3 separate regions of the Mus musculus genome follow, and all the other regions are linked to region 3. Evidence: chromatin contacts called from public Micro-C and promoter capture Hi-C data. All regions are on one chromosome and are shown on one strand. Each heading gives the region's core, a stretch centred on a gene start, on an enhancer-like site or on the middle of the called end of the contact. The rest is flanking DNA. Distances are from core to core; before and after follow the strand shown.

The links. Promoter capture Hi-C pulls out the DNA fragments that hold promoters and counts their contacts. A called contact is a pair of places that touch in the nucleus more often than the background predicts.
Region 1: a promoter capture Hi-C map of embryonic stem cells shows a contact between it and region 3. The contact joins the promoter of Foxl2 here to the promoter of Rasgrf1 in region 3. A contact is called at or near these places in 2 of 39 promoter capture datasets (cranial neural crest and embryonic stem cells).
Region 2: a Micro-C map of embryonic stem cells shows a contact between it and region 3, with 11 times the contacts expected there. The contact joins the promoter of Sox14 here to the promoter of Rasgrf1 in region 3. A contact is called at or near these places in 1 of 39 promoter capture datasets (second pharyngeal arch cranial neural crest) and 3 of 484 Hi-C or Micro-C datasets (all in embryonic stem cells).

What each region holds. Positions count from the first base shown.
Region 1 is chr9:98,953,960-98,957,467 of GRCm38.p6, reverse strand. It overlaps Foxl2 (forkhead box L2), which reads right to left and starts at 1,861. Exons shown (of 1, transcript NM_012020.2): 1 at 1-1,861. The coding sequence starts at 1,807. The coding sequence ends at 680. Foxl2os (forkhead box L2, opposite strand) reads left to right here and starts at 2,158. Exons shown (of 8, transcript NR_003248.3): 1 at 2,158-3,063; 2 at 3,234-3,264; 3 at 3,350-3,440.
Region 2 is chr9:99,874,666-99,878,260 of GRCm38.p6, reverse strand. It overlaps Sox14 (SRY (sex determining region Y)-box 14), which reads left to right and starts at 2,091. Exons shown (of 1, transcript NM_011440.1): 1 at 2,091-3,595. The coding sequence starts at 2,577. The coding sequence ends at 3,299.
Region 3 is chr9:89,908,428-89,912,079 of GRCm38.p6, reverse strand. Rasgrf1 (RAS protein-specific guanine nucleotide-releasing factor 1) reads right to left here and starts at 2,305. Exons shown (of 27, transcript NM_011245.2): 1 at 1,807-2,305. The coding sequence starts at 2,082.

The DNA of each region.
Region 1 (3,508 bases), core at 612-3,111, 9.0 Mb before region 3:
CCTGGCCTGGAGGTGCCCTATGCGGTGCTCTGCGGAGCGGAGGCACCACGGCCTCACAAGGAGCGGGGGATGAGAACTCGGTTGCAGGCCGCGGAACGAGGCTGTCCCTGCTCCAGCCTGGGGCTCAACCCCCGCCCCGCCCAGTGGGCCCCTCTGCAAGCGGCTTCTGATCAGTTCCAGGAGGGATCGCAGAGCGACCAGACACGTTCTTTCCATTCTCCGGTAGTGTGGGTCCCTCTTCCCCCAGCAGCCTAGCGCTTCTAGTCGCAGACAGTCGGGGTGGGGAATTAAAAATAAAATCGAGCTTGAGTCCACCGACCTGGAAGAGAGGGCCAAGAGGTAAGCTGCGTCTCAGACACTTCGACCGCACCTCGGCCGGGGACTCACTCCCTGCGGTGAGGAGAGGAGGCCCGCGGAAAGCACGGAGTGGGCGGCCTCCGGCCAGCAGCACGGGAAAGCAGAGGCCGCGGCGGGGAAGAGCACCGGAGGAGCAGCGGAGGCGACAAAGCGGAGTCGCAGGAGCGGGGCGGACCGAGGAAGGGCAGACCGCTCGAGGGCTCTGCATCCAGAAGCTGTCCCGGAGTGCGCGCTGTCAGGCTGGCTGCTGCGGCTGCGACCCGAGCTCGGCTCCTCCACTCCCGGGATAGGGGTGGGGGACCGCTCCCGCGCGCGTTGGCACTCAGAGATCCAGACGCGAGTGCAGCGCGCCCGTCTTGCTGTCGTGGTCCCAGTATGAGCAATGCATCATGGCGAGCTCGGGTTGCCGGGCGCAGGCGAACTGCAGGCCGGGCGCGCTCGTGGGCGCGGGTGCCGGGGGCGCGGCGGTGGCCGGGCTGGCGGGACTGAGCTGACCCGGGGGAGGCGCGGCAGCCCCGTGGTGTGGCGGGGCTGGCGGGGGCGCAGCGGCCGCGTGCAGATGATGTGCGTGAGGGTGCGGGTGAGGGTGCGGCGGCGGTGGCGGCGGCGGTGGTGCGGCAGGAGGGCCCCCCAGGCCGTTGTAGGAGTTCACGACGCCCGGAGGCAGCGCCATGCTCTGCACGCGCGAGTACGGCCCGTAGGAGGCGGCGGGGCCCGCCAGCCCCTTGACCACCGCGGCTGCACCGGGGCTGCCCGGGCCGGCGGCTGCAGCGGCTGCAGCAGCGGCCGCCGCAGCCGCCGCCATCTGGCAGGAGGCGTAGGGCATGGGCGAGGGAGGCTGCGGCAGGGGCCAGGAGTTGTTGAGGAACCCCGATTGCAGGTACTTGGGTGGCGCCAGGTAGCCATAGCCATCGGCCCCAGCTCCGGGCACGCCGCAGCCACCCGCCGCTCCTCCGCTCCCGAAGAGCCCCTTGCCGGGCTGGAAGTGAGCGGGCGGCGGCCGGAAGGGCCGCTTCATGCGGCGGCGGCGCCGGTAGTTGCCCTTCTCGAACATGTCCTCGCAGGCCGGGTCGAGCGTCCAGTAGTTGCCCTTGCGCTCGCCGCCGCCCTCGCGCGGCACCTTGATGAAGCACTCGTTGAGGCTGAGGTTGTGGCGGATGCTATTCTGCCAGCCCTTCTTGTTCTTCTCGTAGAACGGGAACTTGGCTATGATGTACTGGTAGATGCCGGACAGAGTGAGCCTCTTCTCGGCGCTCTCGCGGATCGCCATGGCGATGAGCGCCACGTACGAGTACGGGGGCTTCTGCGCGGGGTCTGGTTTCTCCGGTGTTGTCCCGCCTCCCTTGCCGGGACTCGGCGGCGACGCCTCGGCCTCTTTGACTGCGCGTCCGCTCTCCGGAGCCAGCAGGGTCCCCGCCGTGTCTTCGGGCTCGGGGTAGCTGGCCATCATGACAAAAGCCGGCTCTCCGCGGCCGGGCAGCCCGGAGGCTGTGCTCTCCTGGTGCAGGCTCGCCTTGCAGGCGGGCGCAGGAGTGTGCGCTCGGCGCAGAGCCTCTAACTTCTGCAGGCTGCGGGGACCGGAGGCCTCGCGCGGCTCTCACTCTCTTCTCTTTTCCCCCCGGGGAGCGGTCTGCGGGAGTGGAAGTCAGCCTCTGGCCATCGGGAGTCTGCCCAACAGCGAGGGGCTCCGGCCCCGCCGCCCCTCCCCGCCCAGGCCAGTCCCCGCCTCGGTGGGTTTTCTTGGCTGAGCTCTCCCCTCCCCCCACCGCCCGGTTTCCCCGAGGCGCGACCCGCGTCTCTGGCGCAGCCGCCTCCTGGAGTCCCTAGTGCGCCAGGAGCCTCGCTCCGTTCTGATTCGTATGGGCTCCGCAGAGTTCCGCTTGCGTCAGGGGCCTTCGCCCCTATAGCGGGGCAGCCAGCAGCGCACGGGCGAGTTCATCTCTAAGTCTCCTTTTTTTTTTAAACGGCCGGCAGAACTTGGACCGGCCTTCCCGAGCCTCCGGAGCCTCCCGGGCCCAGCCAACAGCCTGCCTCACGCTCTTACGAGTCTTGAAAATCTGCGGGTGTTTGCTTCGCCGAAAAGCCCTGGTTGGGGCTCGCTGCGCCCTGCCAGTGCCCCGGGAATGCTGACCCCAGCGAGGAGAGGTGATCCAAGCCTCTGGGCAGCTTTCAGGTGAAAGAAAACAAAACCCTTTGCTCTGTGCTTCGGGCTGTGCTGGGGCTAGACTTCTAGCTTTGAGGCTTAGGGAGGGGCGAGATGGCAAGGGGGCCGGACCGGGGTGGAGTGGCCGAACTTTGCGGCAGCTGGAGGTAAACCAGCTCAGAGCTCGTGTCACGGAAGGCAGAAGCTTCGGCCTGCTCTGTCCCTCGAGCTCTCTGAGCCCAATTGAGGCTGGGGAGAGGATCGCTGGGAAGAGACACCCAGGAGTACCGCTCACTGGCATCGGACGTTTCGCTTCTCTGTGCTGAGGTGGATGTAGGGACCAGCTTTCTCCTTGGAACTCGCCTTGCAATCCCACAATTTGGGTGTGTGTTTTAAAGATCAAGTGGTATCCCTTGTACTCTGGCTTGGACACAGACGAGGATGTTGCTGAGGGGCTTTGGGGACTGTTGCGTGCACAAGTGTCACGCGTGGAAGGCACGGGGCAAAAATCTGTTCTTAAAGACACACGTGATACTGCGCAAGTGTGCTGTTCAGAAACCCAGGTATGCTTATATATGTACAATGTGTGAGACTTGTATTTGCTTATTTTTGCTTAGTGAGGTGTATGAATCAAGCACCAGAGTACATGGTTGTATCCATGAACATGGTTCGTGGATACAACCTCTTTTTTTTTTTTTTTTCCTGTCTTCCTTTGTCCTTCCTACCCTTACAGCCGTTACCTGCATCTTCTCCTTCCAGCATAGGTAAGGAAGGAAAACCACAGGCTGGGGAGGCGCTTTCTCGCGTCCCAGTCACGAATGGACAGTAGTCTTTCCCCTTGTTTTTAAGATAATAGCCGAAGTCTGGTGGGGATCCAGTTACATCTCCGAAAATAGAAAACGGACTTAGAGGAATTCCTTCCGTGCCAGCACAACATCAGGTGTGCCCTGTCACTCAGCCTTAACACAGGTTTGCAGTCTTGGAAGTGTGAGAGAGGCTGAGGAAGAG
Region 2 (3,595 bases), core at 842-3,341, about 10 Mb before region 3:
GGTACTCTCCAGTCCCAGACTGCTCCAGGGCAACTAGATAGACTGTCTAGGAAGCCAGCTCAGAATAAAAGAACCTGAGACCCAGCGTCAGATCCCTCATTAAGCAATGTCCAAGAAGTTGAGAAGTTGTACTACAATGGCCTAAACCTCTAAGTGTGGCTGGTGAGTCCTCACTCTGCAAACACGGTTATTTCTCTCATTTCTTTCCAAAGCAGCTACCATCACCCAGTAGAATTAGTATCTCTGGATCTCCAATCCCCTAGTGTAGCAGGTGAGATCTAAGCAGGAGTTGGCTTCTAAATGTTGAAATTCTCCTGGAAGTTCGCAGAACGGTACTTCTGCTTTAGTAATCTCTAGGGAGGTGGGGGCCAGGGGGGAGCGGAAAGAAGAGAAGGGAGAGGTGAGGAGAGAGAAGGGGACGGGAGGGAAGGAGAGAGGTAGAAAGGAGAGAAGCTGAGAGTGAAGGGCCACCTTTGGAGGAATTCAAATGTTGTGTATCTGCTTTACAATAGGAAGGTAGCCTCCCCAGGTAGAGGTGAAAGTTTTCTCAGAAAGTAGGGGCTCCAGCTGCCTCTAAATAAATCAGAATGAAGATCAGTTCTCCCGGAAATTATTCCTCATCTGTGAAATGGGAATAACATCCAACACTGTTAAGAACAGCCCTAAAGCTGACCGATTTCCCGCCCCCCCCCCGCCCCCACGTTTTTGCAATCATAGGAAGCGGAAATAAATTCTCTCCTTCAAACACAACACACTACATTAAAAAAAAAGGCCCTCCCTTCTTGCCGCCCACCTACCCCCACTCGCAGCTTCTGGTAGCCGACTGCGCCGTGGGCATTTCGGCCTGTCCTCCTCCCGGGAGAGACTGGCTAGCGCAAAAGCCAATAAGTCTGGAACACACTCCAGTCCTTCAGGACCCGGGACAATGGTTTCCATTTAATAAATATTTCCCCCAAGGGCATTTCGCATCGGCCAGGCAATTATTCAAAGAAAACAGGCTCGCAGGTTGGCTCGGCGGGTTATTTCGTCCTCTTTACCCGAAGAATGCTCATCTGACTCGAGAAACGAGCCCCCATCCTCACTGGGTGGGAAAAGGCACCCTGAGAAAAATTGACCCTAGCTAAGAGGGTACAGCCTGAGGCTCCACGCTGCAGGCGCAGAAGAGAGACCAGGAAGGTCCCCAAGCCCCGCCTTCCCTCTGCCCTTGCAGTTTGGACGTTGAGGGAAGCTTCGAGTTTTAAATCGCCTAATAATAATAACATAGGTGAATAAGAATCAGGATGGACCTCTGCCTACCACACTCAACCCTCAAAGTGAAGAGTCCTAGTGGCAAGGGCCCCCAAAGTGAAGAGTGTTAAGGGCTTGCCAATCAGGACTCTAAACCTCTGCGAAGCCCGCATGAAGCATCCTGGTCTCGGCTCAAAGCTCTTGGCTCCGACCCCCAGGGACCCAGAACTGCTCCGCAGAGCGTCCTGGATTACAGGTGGAGGCGCCGCCTAAAGCCAACCTGGGAGAATGATACCAAAGCACCGTAGATGTTCTGGCGCGAAAAGTTTATTTTGGTTTTGGCCTGAGTTTGATATATTCTTTTCCTCTCCCAAGGATCTTTGACAAGTGTGTGTTGTTGGGGGCGGGGTGGGGGTAGAGGGTGCTGTCTTCCCATTTGGTGACGGGACTGTCCTATTTATCTACGTGAGCTCTGGGCTTGCTGGCTTGGCTGACAGCTTCCTGGGTCTTTATATTATTAGAAGCACCGGTTCTCCTTTGAACAACTGGGGAAGAAAAACAGGGGTCACGAAGAGTTTTAATTTTTTGACAGTGCCAGAGACAATGTGAACCCCCGCCCCGAATCCTGAGCTATCAAGCCGCTCTGTTCGCGGTGGCGGTCTCTCTGTCCCTCATACCTCTCCCCGCCCCCATCAGGGACGCTCCGGGTTTCCACTACTCGCGAGTTGGCAGGTGCGCCCCCTCGCCTTCCCTGCTGCTGATTGGAGCCCAGGTTGGGGAGTCGCCGCCCCGCGCTTATGTCAGAGTGCGTGCGGTCCCGGCCCACCTCGCCTTTGAACTTCGCCGCTTTTGGCTGCAGTTCACCAGCCTCCCCGCATTCTCGGCCAGGTGCAGTGCTAGGCAAAGCAGCGCCCGGAAACCACGGGAGGGGGGGAGCCACGGCCAGAGAAGCCAGGGGAGAGACGGGAAGGAGAGAAGGCGAAGGTGAAGAGGGAGCGAAGGAGGAATCTCCTGCCCTTGCCAGAAAATTACCTAGCCACTTAATCCCAAGACTCTGGTACTTGGGCCCCAATCTCTGGTGCCCACAGACTCCAGGCCGAGCGCCCTCTCATCCCCGCTGCCCTTCCTACCCTTCGGCCCCCTGGGGGCTGCCTGGGGGCTGGGACTGGCATGATCAGTTGAAAACTTTGCAGGGTCAGCTCTTCTCTCTGATTTCCCCTCTGCGGCTCCGAGACGAGGGGAGTTCAGAGTCCCGGGCTCAGGACGGACAGAAAGACAGACGGCCAACCGCGCCCAGGCTCGCCCGCAGAGCCCCTGCATTCCCCGCCCCCGCCCGCCTCGCCGGGACCATGTCCAAACCTTCAGACCACATCAAGCGGCCCATGAATGCCTTCATGGTATGGTCCCGGGGCCAGCGGCGCAAGATGGCCCAGGAAAATCCCAAGATGCACAACTCGGAGATCAGCAAACGCCTGGGCGCCGAATGGAAGCTCCTGTCCGAGGCAGAGAAGCGGCCTTACATCGATGAAGCCAAAAGGCTGCGCGCCCAACACATGAAGGAGCACCCTGACTACAAGTACCGGCCGCGGCGCAAGCCGAAGAACCTGCTCAAGAAGGACAGGTATGTCTTCCCCCTGCCCTACCTGGGCGACACGGACCCGCTCAAGGCGGCCGGCCTGCCCGTGGGGGCTTCCGACGGCCTCCTGAGCGCGCCCGAGAAAGCCCGGGCCTTCTTGCCGCCTGCCTCGGCACCTTACTCCCTGCTGGACCCTGCGCAATTTAGTTCCAGTGCCATCCAGAAGATGGGTGAAGTGCCCCACACGTTGGCCACCAGCGCGCTGCCCTACGCGTCCACCCTGGGCTATCAGAACGGCGCCTTCGGCAGTCTCAGCTGCCCCAGCCAGCACACGCACACGCACCCGTCCCCCACCAACCCGGGCTACGTGGTGCCCTGTAACTGTACCGCCTGGTCTGCCTCCACCCTGCAGCCCCCTGTCGCCTACATCCTCTTCCCAGGCATGACCAAGACTGGCATAGACCCTTATTCGTCAGCCCACGCTACGGCCATGTAACCCCAAGCTTGGCCCGGACCTGATGGGTAGCGTGGAAGCAGAGATCTGAATCCTTTCCTTTGCACCTAGTCTGGCCCGCAGATGCCTCTGGGTCAGGCCTGCCGCTGCCCCTTGCCCACCCCAGACTCTGCCTCTCTCTTCCAGGGGGGAAGGGAAGGGCCATCATCCTGGACCCAAGGCACAGACTGGTGCCAGAAATTTGCAAACATTTAGAAAGCTACACATCTTCTTCCCCTCTCCCGACTCTCCCAAAGCAAGTCTCGACTGTACCCCCTTTGGACAAAAAAAAAAGTAGG
Region 3 (3,652 bases), core at 1,056-3,555:
CAGGAAGAAGCCATTTAGCTGGGGCGGGGGAGGGGCAGGTTCCAGCCTCCATCTTGTCAGTTCAGAGAATGGGAGACCTTGAACCTGCATCAACATGGCTCCCCTATTCCGTCTTCCTTACTACCTAGGAGCTCAGATCCTACTGTGATGTAGGGAGCTGGGGCACCAGAGGGCCCTGGCTGAGCCTGTGGGGTGCAATCTACTGGTAGATACAGGTGTGCTGTGGCTGCAGACAGTGGGTGGGCAGAAGGGCAGACAGTCTGGGTCTGGGTGGTCTAGCTGAGCCCAGTAAGGCTCCATTTGGCTACAAGCTAAAGGAGCTGCTGTTCCTTGCCATCAGGGAGCCTCTGCCTGGTCACCTGACTAGTCATTCTCAAGAGTCACCCCCCAAATTTCTGCCCCCACTTCCAAGCTCCCCCCTCCCCAGAAACCTAATACTAAAGGAGCTAAGGCAAGGTATGAAGAGAGTGGTGAAGGGACAGAGTACCGATCTCTGTCCTAATTATGGAGAAGGAGACTTCAAGGGTGGCTGTCATCCCAGTCAATTCAATTGCCACCAGCCTGAATGTTTTTGAGATCCTGGTTGGTTGTCTTCTCAGAACATTACGTCGACGTCGACTCCTGCTATGACGCTGTGCAAAAAAAATCAATCAATATCTCTCTCTCTCCTCCCCCCTCCCCCTCTCCCTCTCTAGGCCTCAGTGTCTCCATCCGGGCAAATAGCCAGGTGGGGCTGGGCCCTGTGAATGTCAGGCCTCTCCTAGAGCTGACATTTTAGGATACACTGTCATGTATTTTTCCTTCCCTCCCAGAAGTCAGGGGACCAGATACCTTGGGAGGGATATCAAGCTTAAAGATCTCTCTCCCTGAGGGTTCCCACCCAGAAGCTGCACGTGCCCCTCCCATTTCAATGGCAAACTAGCGCGTCTCTGACGTCTAGGCCCGCTGCAGATCGCGGCCTAGCCCTTTAGCCTTGCTTTTTGGACAACGCCACAAGCGAATGAACGAGTGAGCGCAGCGCTACCGCGGCGACTGCAGCGGCCGCTGCGGCGCAAGGGGCGGGGGAGGAAAGAAGAACCCACTTGTCCCACTGCTTCGCAGCAGCCCTGGCCCTGGCCTCCGCGCATTTCAGCGTTTGTTTGTAAACCCTGGGGTTTGTTAGCCTGGCCAGAGCCAGCTGAAGCACATCATCACTAGATCACACAAAATAACGACTCCCCAGCCCCCCACCCCCACCCCAATTCCCTAACTCGGCCAGGCTAGCGCAGATTATAATTCTCCCCTAGCTGCGTGAGACAGGGGACCGCGACGCTTCGACGTCTGTCTCACCCTTTCCAAGCCTAAGTGTAAGGAATTTCACATTTCGGGCAGAAGATGGGGACTATCAAGGATGGGGGTGAGGGTGGGGGTTGGGATGGGGCTAGGGGCACCATTTTAAGTCGGACGGTGATGAAATTCCTTGCCCGAGTAGGTCCTTTGGACCCCATCTTCATCTCTATCTCCAAGTTTCAGGCTTCCTGTCCCCGCCACCACCAACACCCCCCCCCCGCCACTCCTACGGGGTTTACCCTGCCAAGGGCGGTCGCAGCTGGTAGCGGCGCCCTACCCGCAGTCCCTGCCTCCTCTGCCCGCACTAGGGTCACCCTCCCAATTTGGTCCAGCCGGTCCTTCCCGCGAAAGATGCTGAGACGCCCTGAATTCTTAGAGGAGAGGGTCAAAGTTCTGTCCCCAAAGCTGGATGGAAGGCCCTGAACCCTCAAAGGCCTTAGCAGGGGCGCGGGAGGTCGGGACGCGGCGCTCCCTCACCTGTTTCTCGCCGGACTCCTTGGAGGAGGTCCCTCGCTTGGGGGAGGGCGCGCGTTTACAGATACTTCCCTCGAGCAGGTAGAGCCCCGAGGGCCGAGGGCTGGAGTCGCTTTCGAAGTAGAAAAGCAGGTTCTGGAGCAGGGCAAACCACTTGGTTTGCCATTTTGGGTTGTCCGCACTCCTCTTGCTCAGGTAGCCTTTGCGCGTGCCGTCCTTCTGTGCCAGCAGTCCCAGGGTCACGACGTGGCCATCGTTAAGCCGGATGGCTTTCTGCATGATGCTAGAAGGCCTGAGAGACTGCTACGCACTTACATCTCAGAGAGGCATCCGAATGCCCCTCGTCGGTGCGCGCTCTGCCGTTCTCTGGCGCTCTCTGAATCGCTCCCTCGCTCTCCCTCGCGCGCGCTCTCTCTCTCTCTCTCGCTCCCCCGCCCTCCCTCGCTCTCTCACACCCCGCCCCCTTCAAGATCTACACTTTGAGATCGGGCGCCGTGCTCGCTCCTAGCTGGACCCTTCCTGGCTGGAACCTCTTCTCTCCGCAGAGCCGCGGGGGCCCCTGGGGATGTTGCACGACCCTCCCTCAGCTAACTGAGGGGAGGGCGGTCTGCGCGAGGGCTGGGGGCAGCAGGCGGAGTCATATGACGCCAATCCCTCGAAGAGCCCGTTTCAGCAGCGCGGACAGGGACACACGCACGCAGCCCCGCCGAGGCGCAGAGCCGCACGCAGGCTGCACCTTGGCGCCTCCTCCCCTCCCCGGACACACACACGCAAACACACGCACACACGCAAACACACACATACACACACACACACACACACACACACACACACACACACGCACGCACACGCACACATACACGCCTACCCCTCCCTCCTTGTTTTCCTCTTCTCTACTTCGGGTGTTCTAAGCCAAATCAGATCAATTTTCGTTCAAGCCAATGGCACCCCGGAGGCTCGCCTCCTCGGAGTTTGTGTTCTTTGCGCCCCGCCGCGGCGCACCTTAGACCTAGGGTCGGCCCCATTTGTCGTTTTTCTCTCCTACAGCTTTCTCTCACCTTCTTTCCCTACTTTATTTTTCTAATTCAAGGTGGATGGAGGAAGGTGGATAGTAAAAGGGATGCACTAGTTTGTTCATAACCGTTCGAGTCTGTTTTTTTTTCTCTATTCCTCGCGGCTTCGCCGGCGACACGAGAATAAAAGGGGTGAACTTGGGTGGGAAGAGGTGACCGCTCCATTTTGAGCATTGCCATAATAACCGGTGTCACCCCATAAACCCCAAGGTCTGGCTGGCAAGCCACTGGTGGGAGTTTTCAGCAAATATCCCAGAAGCCTGAAGGCGGGCTTCAAACACAGGCGCCTGGGACCATGGGAGCCTTCACATAGCTGCGCTGGCGCAATGATACCTTAATGATAGATTTTCCGTTCTTATTTTTAGCTTCAATTCGCCTACACAGTTACACGGCATTTATTCGAGAACGTCACAGCGCCCGCATGCTGCACCGGCAGAGCGCGCGGGCTGCCGGGCCAGCCGGGTTCTGGTGCGGGGAGCGCGCATCGCCGTCTGCCGCAGAGGGCAGCGGCCTCGTTGAAACCGGGAACGGCGCCCGGCGCTGACAGTTTGCAGCCGGGACGGGTGTCCTCGCAGCTCTCTGGAGAGAGAAAAACACACACACACACACACACAAAACAACACCATCTTTCCTCACAGAACCGCGAGAGCCCTTCCCCCTTTAGAAACACACACACACACACACACACACACACACACACACACACACACACACACCATGCACCATAGTCTGGAATGGAGCTATTCCAGTTCAGGGCATAGTGGCCCAGGCCCGTG